2 separate regions of the Sus scrofa genome follow, and region 2 is linked to region 1. The links are chromatin contacts, called in public Hi-C maps. All regions are on one chromosome and are shown on one strand. The core of a region is the stretch at or near the end of the contact, and the rest is flanking DNA. Distances in the headings are between cores, read along the strand shown.

Region 1 (4,035 bases), core at 237-2,736:
CGTAAATTGCAGTCCAAAATAATCAACTTCTATAATTCCCAATCGCCTGCACACCTAAAACAAAAACAAATGCAGCATGGATGAGCAAGTGGTCCACGGGATTAAAGCAAACCCAAAGGCTTTAACATTCCTGCCTACTTTAAAAACAAAAAAACAAAAAAACACAAGGTTCAACAACGGTGTTACAATTCCTGTTGTTAGCTAGAACAAGGTTCTAAGGCTCCAGGGATGTTAAACCACTACTAGATAGAGGCACAAAAGGAGTTCTCAAAATGCAGCCTTCCAGAAAAGCTGAGGAGGGGAATCCACGGGGTATTCTCCTCCTCATTCCAATCACCGGAATTCCCTCCACCAGCACAATCCGCACAGCTGATTTGGCAGCTTATTATTTGGGCAATTTTAACCATCTGGACTCCAACAAAACAAACACATTGAGCTAACACGCCACAAGTGTCAGCTAAGCTTGTAGGTTTTCCAAACATCTCAGGTCGAGGGGGTTTGAGGGCAAAGCGTTTCTCTTGAGCTGAATTTGCCATCTGCCATACTACTATGTACACTATTTGGAACCGTTCTTCTTTACTCTTAAGGAAACGCGTGCTGAAAGACAGCCGTGAGGTAGAAAAGCCAAACCTGTGGTCCTCTTGTCCCCCGCAATAGGGGAGATGCAGGTAGATGAACGGTCCATTAGACAGGTAGCAAGAGGCGAGGGCCTGGCTTATCTGCCAAGCAACCCACGGGACCTGCGACTGCTTCCAGCCACCGCAACCCGGGGCGCAGGTGGCGCTGCCAGGCCCCGCGGGGACCCGACAGGAGGCATCACGCACACACCTGCGGCAGGTGTGCTGGGCCCCCTTCTTCCAGGAGAGTGCCGGGCTGGGGGGCAGGGTGGTAGGCCCGCCGCGCGTCCCCCGAGACACCCACCCCCACTCCTCCAGGCGTCCCCCGCGCGCCGGGAAGGGGGCCGCGCGCCCCACGGCCTCGAGGAGGAGGGGGCGCGGGCCGGGCGCCTGGGGCGCACTCCCTCCGCCGCCGGCGCCTCCGCGATGCCGGCCCCCGAGAAGCCCCGCGTCCGGGCTCCTGGAGCCACCACGAGGCCCCTGGGCCTCTGGAGCCGGCTGGGGCCCCCGCCTGGCCCCTGGTCCTCACCTGGTTGAGGCAGTCCTCGCCATTGGCTTTCGCCTCCACCTCCACCTCCATCAGCACCGCGTCCGGCCTCGTCACATAGCACAGCATGGCTGGGGCCGCCGCTGCCGCCACAGCCGCCTCGTCTTTGGTGTGCGCGGGGCTCAGACCCAGTTCCCGTCTCGGCGAGGCTGGCCCTCAGGAGGCTGCAGCCTTGCAGACCCCTGCCCTGCACACCGCAGCCGCCGCGCCCTCGCCGCCACCCCCTTGCCAGCGCGCCCGGCAGCCGGCTCGCTGACTCCCGCGGTGGCGCCGCACTCCAGCAGCCCGACTGCCTGCGCCGCGACAGGGACTCCTCAGATATAGCGGCCCCGCCCCCCTCGGCTGGGAGCCCCCGCCAATCACGGTGGCCCCGCCCCTCCACCGCCGCCCCACCAGCCAATAGCGACGCCCGCTCCCCTGCCGCCCGCCCTTCCAGCGTCGGCTGAGTTCCCCTCAGCCTCCCCGGGAGGTGGCAGCTCGCGGGCGGCGGGCGCTGCGGGAGGAGGGAGGACCTGGGACGCAGCCTCTACCTCTGCCCGCTGGGCGACGCTGCTCCGAGCCAGCGATCGCCCGGGGCTCCCAGGCTGGGACGACTTTCAGTCGGGCTCGAATTTACATTGATTAAACGCCTCCAAGCAGCCGCTGTTCTTCAGAAGCCTTGAGGTGGAAGCGGATAGGAAAGAGAACAACCCCAAAGCCTAAAAAAAAACTGTTTCCCCTGTGGTTTGCCACAGTGGGTTGCTGGAAGGCGGAATTCTTGTTCTTTATTTTAGGCGCCGTCATTGAAAAAACAAAATCTGAGTATAAAAGTTTTTGCGATTGTTCAATAAGCCAGGGAGCTTGATCTAGCACTTTCTCCATGAACCCTCTCCAGAAGCTTCTATTTACCCATTGTGCTGAATCAAAACACCGTACTGGTCACTAAGGCCCTCCCTGGGGTTGCTCATCCTATCTCACACCTCATCTCATTTATTCACTTAACATTAATTGAGCACCTGCTCCAGTCTCTCAGGCAACCAGGTGTTATCCCCATCTTGGGGTAAGGAACTCATCTCAGAACCTAACAGGTGATTTAACCTCAATTGTAGCTATTAATAATTAAAGGTCTACAACTCTCCCCTCATTTACCACTTGTTTCTCTTAGTGCATTATTGAGCCTACCTCTTTGGTTTCTTCACAGAAGCCAGAAGATGTGGGTTTCAGCCTTGCACCCTTGAAAACTGACTTCATCTCTCCGCAGCTCAGTGTTTCAGCAGTAAAAGGGAGACCACAGTGTCTGACCCGCCTTTCCCCAGCATTGCTCTGAAAAGCAGCAGAGATAGTGTTCATAAAAGCATTTGAACGACCCCTTATATGTAGGGAGATATGTACTGTCAGCTCTCACTGCCTGCCAATGACTTCTGTCCTGATCCCTTTCTTGGAGTCCCAGGGATGTCTGTCCCAGTGGCCTTTATTTCTGAAAAAGCAGGAAGGATATCAGGGCAGATTACCGGTTAGAATCCTACTGCAGTCTTTCACTAAACTACAGCCAAAACAAGTCCAAGTCCTGAGCCCCAGCGCTGCAGAGGGACGTGTGCACTCGCATCTTTGTGTCTTAAGAATATCCCTCACAATATTGTGCTGAAATAGTCCCACCTTGTATCCACTCTTGTTCTTCATTCACTTAATGTCATTTGACTGATCTGGGAAAATTTACCTGGGAGATAACATTTGGATAGTTACCTAAACCATGCTTAAACTCTAGAAATTTTAGAACTGGGGTGGGGGGGGAGATGAGGGGTAAGATGGAGGCCAGGTGGATTGGTTAATATTTTTGTTTATTGAGCGACTAAGCTAGCTAAACCAACGCCAGCTAAACAAAAGTTGGCTGGTTTAAGCAAAAGGGGGTTTAATGCACAAATGAGGCACTTACAGAATCAGTGGGAACTGGTCATGAAGATGAAGGAAAGCAGGACATTGGCCAACAACCAAAACTCAAAAACCAAAACCCAAACAACCAAACACTGAAACCGAATACTCGTTGTGCAGAGAAACTACTTCAAAGATGGCATGTTTGGGGGTTTGGCAGGGCTGTTTCTTTTTTTTCTTTTTCTTTTTTTTTTGTCTTTTTTGTTGTTGTTGTTGTTGCTATCTCTTGGGCCGCTTCTGCGGCATATGGAGGTTCCCAGGCTAGGGGTTGAATCGGAGCTGTAGCCACCGGCCTACGCCAGAGCCACAGCAACGTGGGATCCGAGCCGTGTCTGCAACCTACACCACAGCTCACGGCAACGCCGAATCGTTAACCCACTGAGCAAGGGCAGGGACCGAACCCGCAACCTCATGGTTCCTAGTCGGATTCGTTAACCACTGCGCCACGACGGGAACTCCGAGGGCTGTTTCTTAATACAAACCCAGATTATGCTCTGGCTATGTGATGGTAGGTACAGATTCCAATCGTTTTTGAAACTGAATTACCAGGTAAGTCTGAAGAGGAGAAGGATGTCTTTAAAAAAATAAGCTAAAGATGGAAAAAACAGCACTTGGGGAAGGAGTAGAAATCATGATGTCCAAGAAGAAAAAGAATATTGGCTTCTATTAGCATATGTGTGAAATATGAGACCCTAATTATACCCCCCCCCCAGTTTCTTTGTGAGTAGAGATAGGGAGAGACTGATTAGTTAGGCATGAGAAGGCTTGAGTTTGGTGGTAACAGAGTGGGAAAGGAGATTATGCTCAAAGACCTGGTTAGGGAATAGAAAGCCCACAGCAGAATTACTTCCTAGAGGATCCTACCATCTGGTAATGCTTTGAAACGTCTGGAGCCAGTTTCAAGCCCCAGCTGGGTCTAACTCCAAAATAAGCCTGCACACCCGGGCCTGGGGGTGGTAATGG
Region 2 (3,779 bases), core at 540-3,039, 98 kb before region 1:
TCAGTCCCTGGCGCTGGAACTTCCATATGCTGCAGGTGCCCCCAAAATAAATAAATACGTTTATAAGAAATAGAAAATTCCTCTCAAATATGACAGGTTGATAAAAATTGATGTGCACACGTCTCCATTTCCATTATTAGTGTTGCTGAGTACACCTGCACAAAAAACCACAGGGCTCTGTCGTAGATCAAAGGTGTGGACTGAGGTCCCTCTCATGGAGACGTGGTCAACTTGTTCTCCTCAGCGCTTCCGTAGCTGGTCGAGGGGTGAAGGAAGTGCTCCCTTCATGTTCTGACCCCTCATGGGCATCCGTGCCCCACCTCTGTTCTGGAGATTCAGCCATGCCCAGGGTGGGACTCCCTGTGGGCGGCGAGTCAGTGTGGGTCCACACACAAGGAGGCTGGTCCTTCTGAGTCCCTTCCTTGCTGGGTCCTGACCCGCAAGCTGGGAAGTTCCAGCTCCTCTTTGCTGCTCCTAGCTCCACCCATCCTGCTCCTTTGTTCTCATTTGAGTGACTCACCACTTCAGCTCTTCCTTCCCCTTCCAGGGGGCTTATGTTTCCTGGGTTCAGGAAGAGGAAAGCTGGCTTCCTAGCTAGCATCCTAGTCTGTGTCTCCTCCTTAGCTCAGCTGGTTCCTTGAATCTTGGTTTCTGCTGAGGAACGGGCAAGGAGCTGGTACCCTGGGGCTGATGAAGGAAATACACACTAAGACAAGCATGGTACTTATAATCTGCCAGGTGATTTTTTTTAAATCTTTTTAGGGCTGCACCCTGGCATATGGAGGTTCCCAGACTAGGGGATGAATCGGAGCTGTAGCCGCCGGCCTACACCACAGCTCATGGCAACACCAGATCCTTAACCCTTGAGGCCAGGGATCAAACCTGCGTCCTCATGGACGCTAGTCAGATTTGTTTCCCCTGCACCACCATGGGAACTCCTGCCAAATGATATTTTGAAATTAGATTATTGTAGAGCTGAAAAAGGTAACCAATTATTAGTCCAGTTCTTTCATTTATTAATGAAGAAACTGAGGCCCAGAGATGCTAAAGGGTTTGCTTAAAGTCACCTAGCTGGTGGCAGAGGCAATGCCATGGTCCATATCTCCATGCCTTCAGGCCAGCATTATTTCCAGAGGAGTCTGTGCCCCTTATGTAAAAAGTCAATAACTGTATTAGAAGTTTCTAATCAACCATAGATCATTTATACTGGTTTTAAGGATATTAGTGAAAATGGTACCATCTTGTTACTGTACCAGAAGTACTTGAATGCTGCAGATTAAACTCCACGTTCCTGAAAGAATTCAGAAAGGAATATTTCTTGGTCATTCCACATGGTTATTTGTCATCAATAACAAATAAGTAGCCAAGTGGAGACTCTCCCTCTAGGTGGACATGTAACAAGGCAATAAACATTAACCAACCAAATTATGTCCCTCCTGGCTGAAAAAAAAAACCTGCTAACCAGAACTCAGTTTTTCTGAGCAGACTGGCAAAGAAATGGTGAGGATACTTGGTGTACAGTGAAAGTGTCTTATTTTCTAGCCTCTCAGTATTTATTTATTTCTTCCTGGTCTTGGATGCTGGAGGCTCTTTTAATTAACTTAAATCTTCATGTGTCACATCCTGTCTGAACCTCAGGGTGTCTGGAAGAAACTGAAAATAGGATTCAAAAAGTCAGGCTTCCAGTAGTCTTGTATCTTTGCAACTTGGGCTCCCTTTGCCCTGGAAGGACATTGACGGTCAGTGTACCGCATGAACCACTAGAGGGCACTTTGACACTTGCTTTCGAGTCTACAGTATTCAGCCTCCCGAACGGCAAGCATCTGCATCTGTTGTGTTTACACATTAGTTCCATTTCGCAGTAGCGCTAAAGAAATGCTCTTCTTGCACAACAATCACAGTCTACGATTCTTAACAAATACTGGTTGATTACGGGAATAGTGGCAAGGGATTCTAGTTAATCAAGAGGAAATTGATAGAGGTGTTTCACTCCAGAGGTGGGCAGAAGTCTAAAGGCATGGATTAGAAGAAAATAACTCTATGCTTTGGTTGTCTGCCTTAGTAGGGAAGCACGTGGAATAATAGCGTGATTCATCAGACAAATAGGGCAGACATAAAGTGTAAGCCCCATCTCACACGGGTGTGTGGCTGGCAGTCATCAGGTAAATTCAGATCCTGCGAAAGAGGAAGGGCAGACAAACATTGGGATGACCCATATACATACAAATACATATGCATACACATATATGTGTTTATTATGTATCTGTATGTATGTTTTGAACATATATATTCAAAAAACTTGGGTTAACTAGGTCTATTGATTACTATAGAGGGGAAAAGAAGGGCAGCTATGTTCCCCTCCGCATCATATTCTCGAGATCCTTGCATTGAAAACATCTGAGGCTGGGACTAAGCAACCATCAGAAGTAGAGGTGATTCCTTCCTTTAGACAGAAATGACTAATATTTGAAAGGACAGCGAGTGGGGAGCTGTCACCATACACACACTTACTGAGAAACTCGAATAAACTCTCAACACAACCAAAGCAAAGAACTAGAAGGTAGAAATTTGAAGAATGACCACAGAGTACCTGCAAAAAAGAGATATACCTCCTCCTGGTGGCCTGTGACCTTGAACAAGACAGTTTCACCACTCTGACTGTATGTCTCAATGCATTCTCTCCAGTCCTTCCCATTTCCAGAACACAGACCTCATCCTTGACCTCTTTGGCTCCAGGAACAATCTGTTCACTGAGAGTTTCAACTTGCATTCTCCACAACAAAAAATTCATGTGTCATCTGTGACCCGGGGCATCATGGCTAATTTTCAAGTTATCTCCTCTCAATTCAACTGATCTCTAGCCTCATTCCCATAGACTGCTTCAGTTGCAGTGGTCTCCCCATCTCCAACCTTGTCCATACTGGGTTATAGGCGAGAATTTTGAATGTCAGGAACATGCGCTTTTTATATATTCTCTTGTAAACCTAGAAGAAGGTTTTGCATAAAATTGGTATTTTATATGGCACAGATGAACCTATCTCCAGGGCAGAAACAGACTCAGAGACATGGAAAACAGGCTTGTTGTTGCCACGGGGGAGGGAGTGGGAAAGCCTGAGAGTTTAGGATTAGTAGATGCAAGCTATTACATTTAGAATGGACAAGCAATGAGGTCCTCCTGTGTAGCACAGGGAACTATATCCAATCACTTGTACTTGAACATGATAATAAGAGAAAAAGATAATATGAGAAAAAGAATGTATATGTGAATGTATATATGAAACAGGGTCATTTTGCTGTATAGCAGAAATTGATAGAACATTGTAAATCAACCACGATAAAAATTTTTAAAAATCATAGTTTAGATATGAAGTAGAACTTAATGGACATCTGGTCTACCCTTCTATTCAACAGTTAATGTTGAATGCTCAATGACTATCAGGATCCTATCAACCTTTCAAATCCCTTTTGAGATGTTTAAAATAAAACCTAGTAATTTTTAGTACAACATTTGTGTATAGGTTTTTGCATGAATATACATTTTCATGTCTCTAGGGTAAATATCCAGGAGGCAACTGCTGAGTCATGTGATATACTTGTGTTTAGCTTTTTAAAGACGCTGCCAAACTGTTTTCCACAGTACTGATTTACATTCCCACCAGCAATGTAGGAGTGATCTAGTTTCTCTGCATCCTTGGCAGCATTTCCTCCAGTCACTATCTTTTATTTTAGTTATTCTGATGGATGTGTAGTGATCTCACTGTGGTTTTAGTTTGCATTTC

What was found. Hi-C and Micro-C count contacts between places; a contact is called where the count stands out from the background.
Region 2: a Hi-C map of retroperitoneal adipose tissue shows a contact between it and region 1, with 2.0 times the contacts expected there. The contact joins the enhancer-like site here to the promoter of MYLIP in region 1. A contact is called at or near these places in 5 of 47 Hi-C or Micro-C datasets (embryonic fibroblasts, fetal skeletal muscle, retroperitoneal adipose tissue and 2 more) and 1 of 2 datasets of contacts at active chromatin or transcription factors (skeletal muscle).

What each region holds. Positions count from the first base shown.
Region 1 is chr7:12,114,691-12,118,725 of Sscrofa11.1, reverse strand. It overlaps MYLIP (E3 ubiquitin-protein ligase MYLIP), which reads right to left and starts at 1,486. Exons shown (of 7, transcript XM_001929076.4): 1 at 1,147-1,486; 2 at 1-54. The coding sequence starts at 1,233.
Region 2 is chr7:12,212,996-12,216,774 of Sscrofa11.1, reverse strand. LOC106504328 (a long non-coding RNA gene) reads right to left here. Exons shown (of 4, transcript XR_002346328.1): 3 at 521-687. Among named protein-coding and RNA genes, the nearest start is that of GMPR, 40 kb to the left of the region's middle. Within about 2 kb of position 1,789, at least 5 of the 83 cell types and tissues checked have an H3K27ac peak or open chromatin away from gene starts, as enhancers often do. A contact at or near this core is called in retroperitoneal adipose tissue, where this site is marked.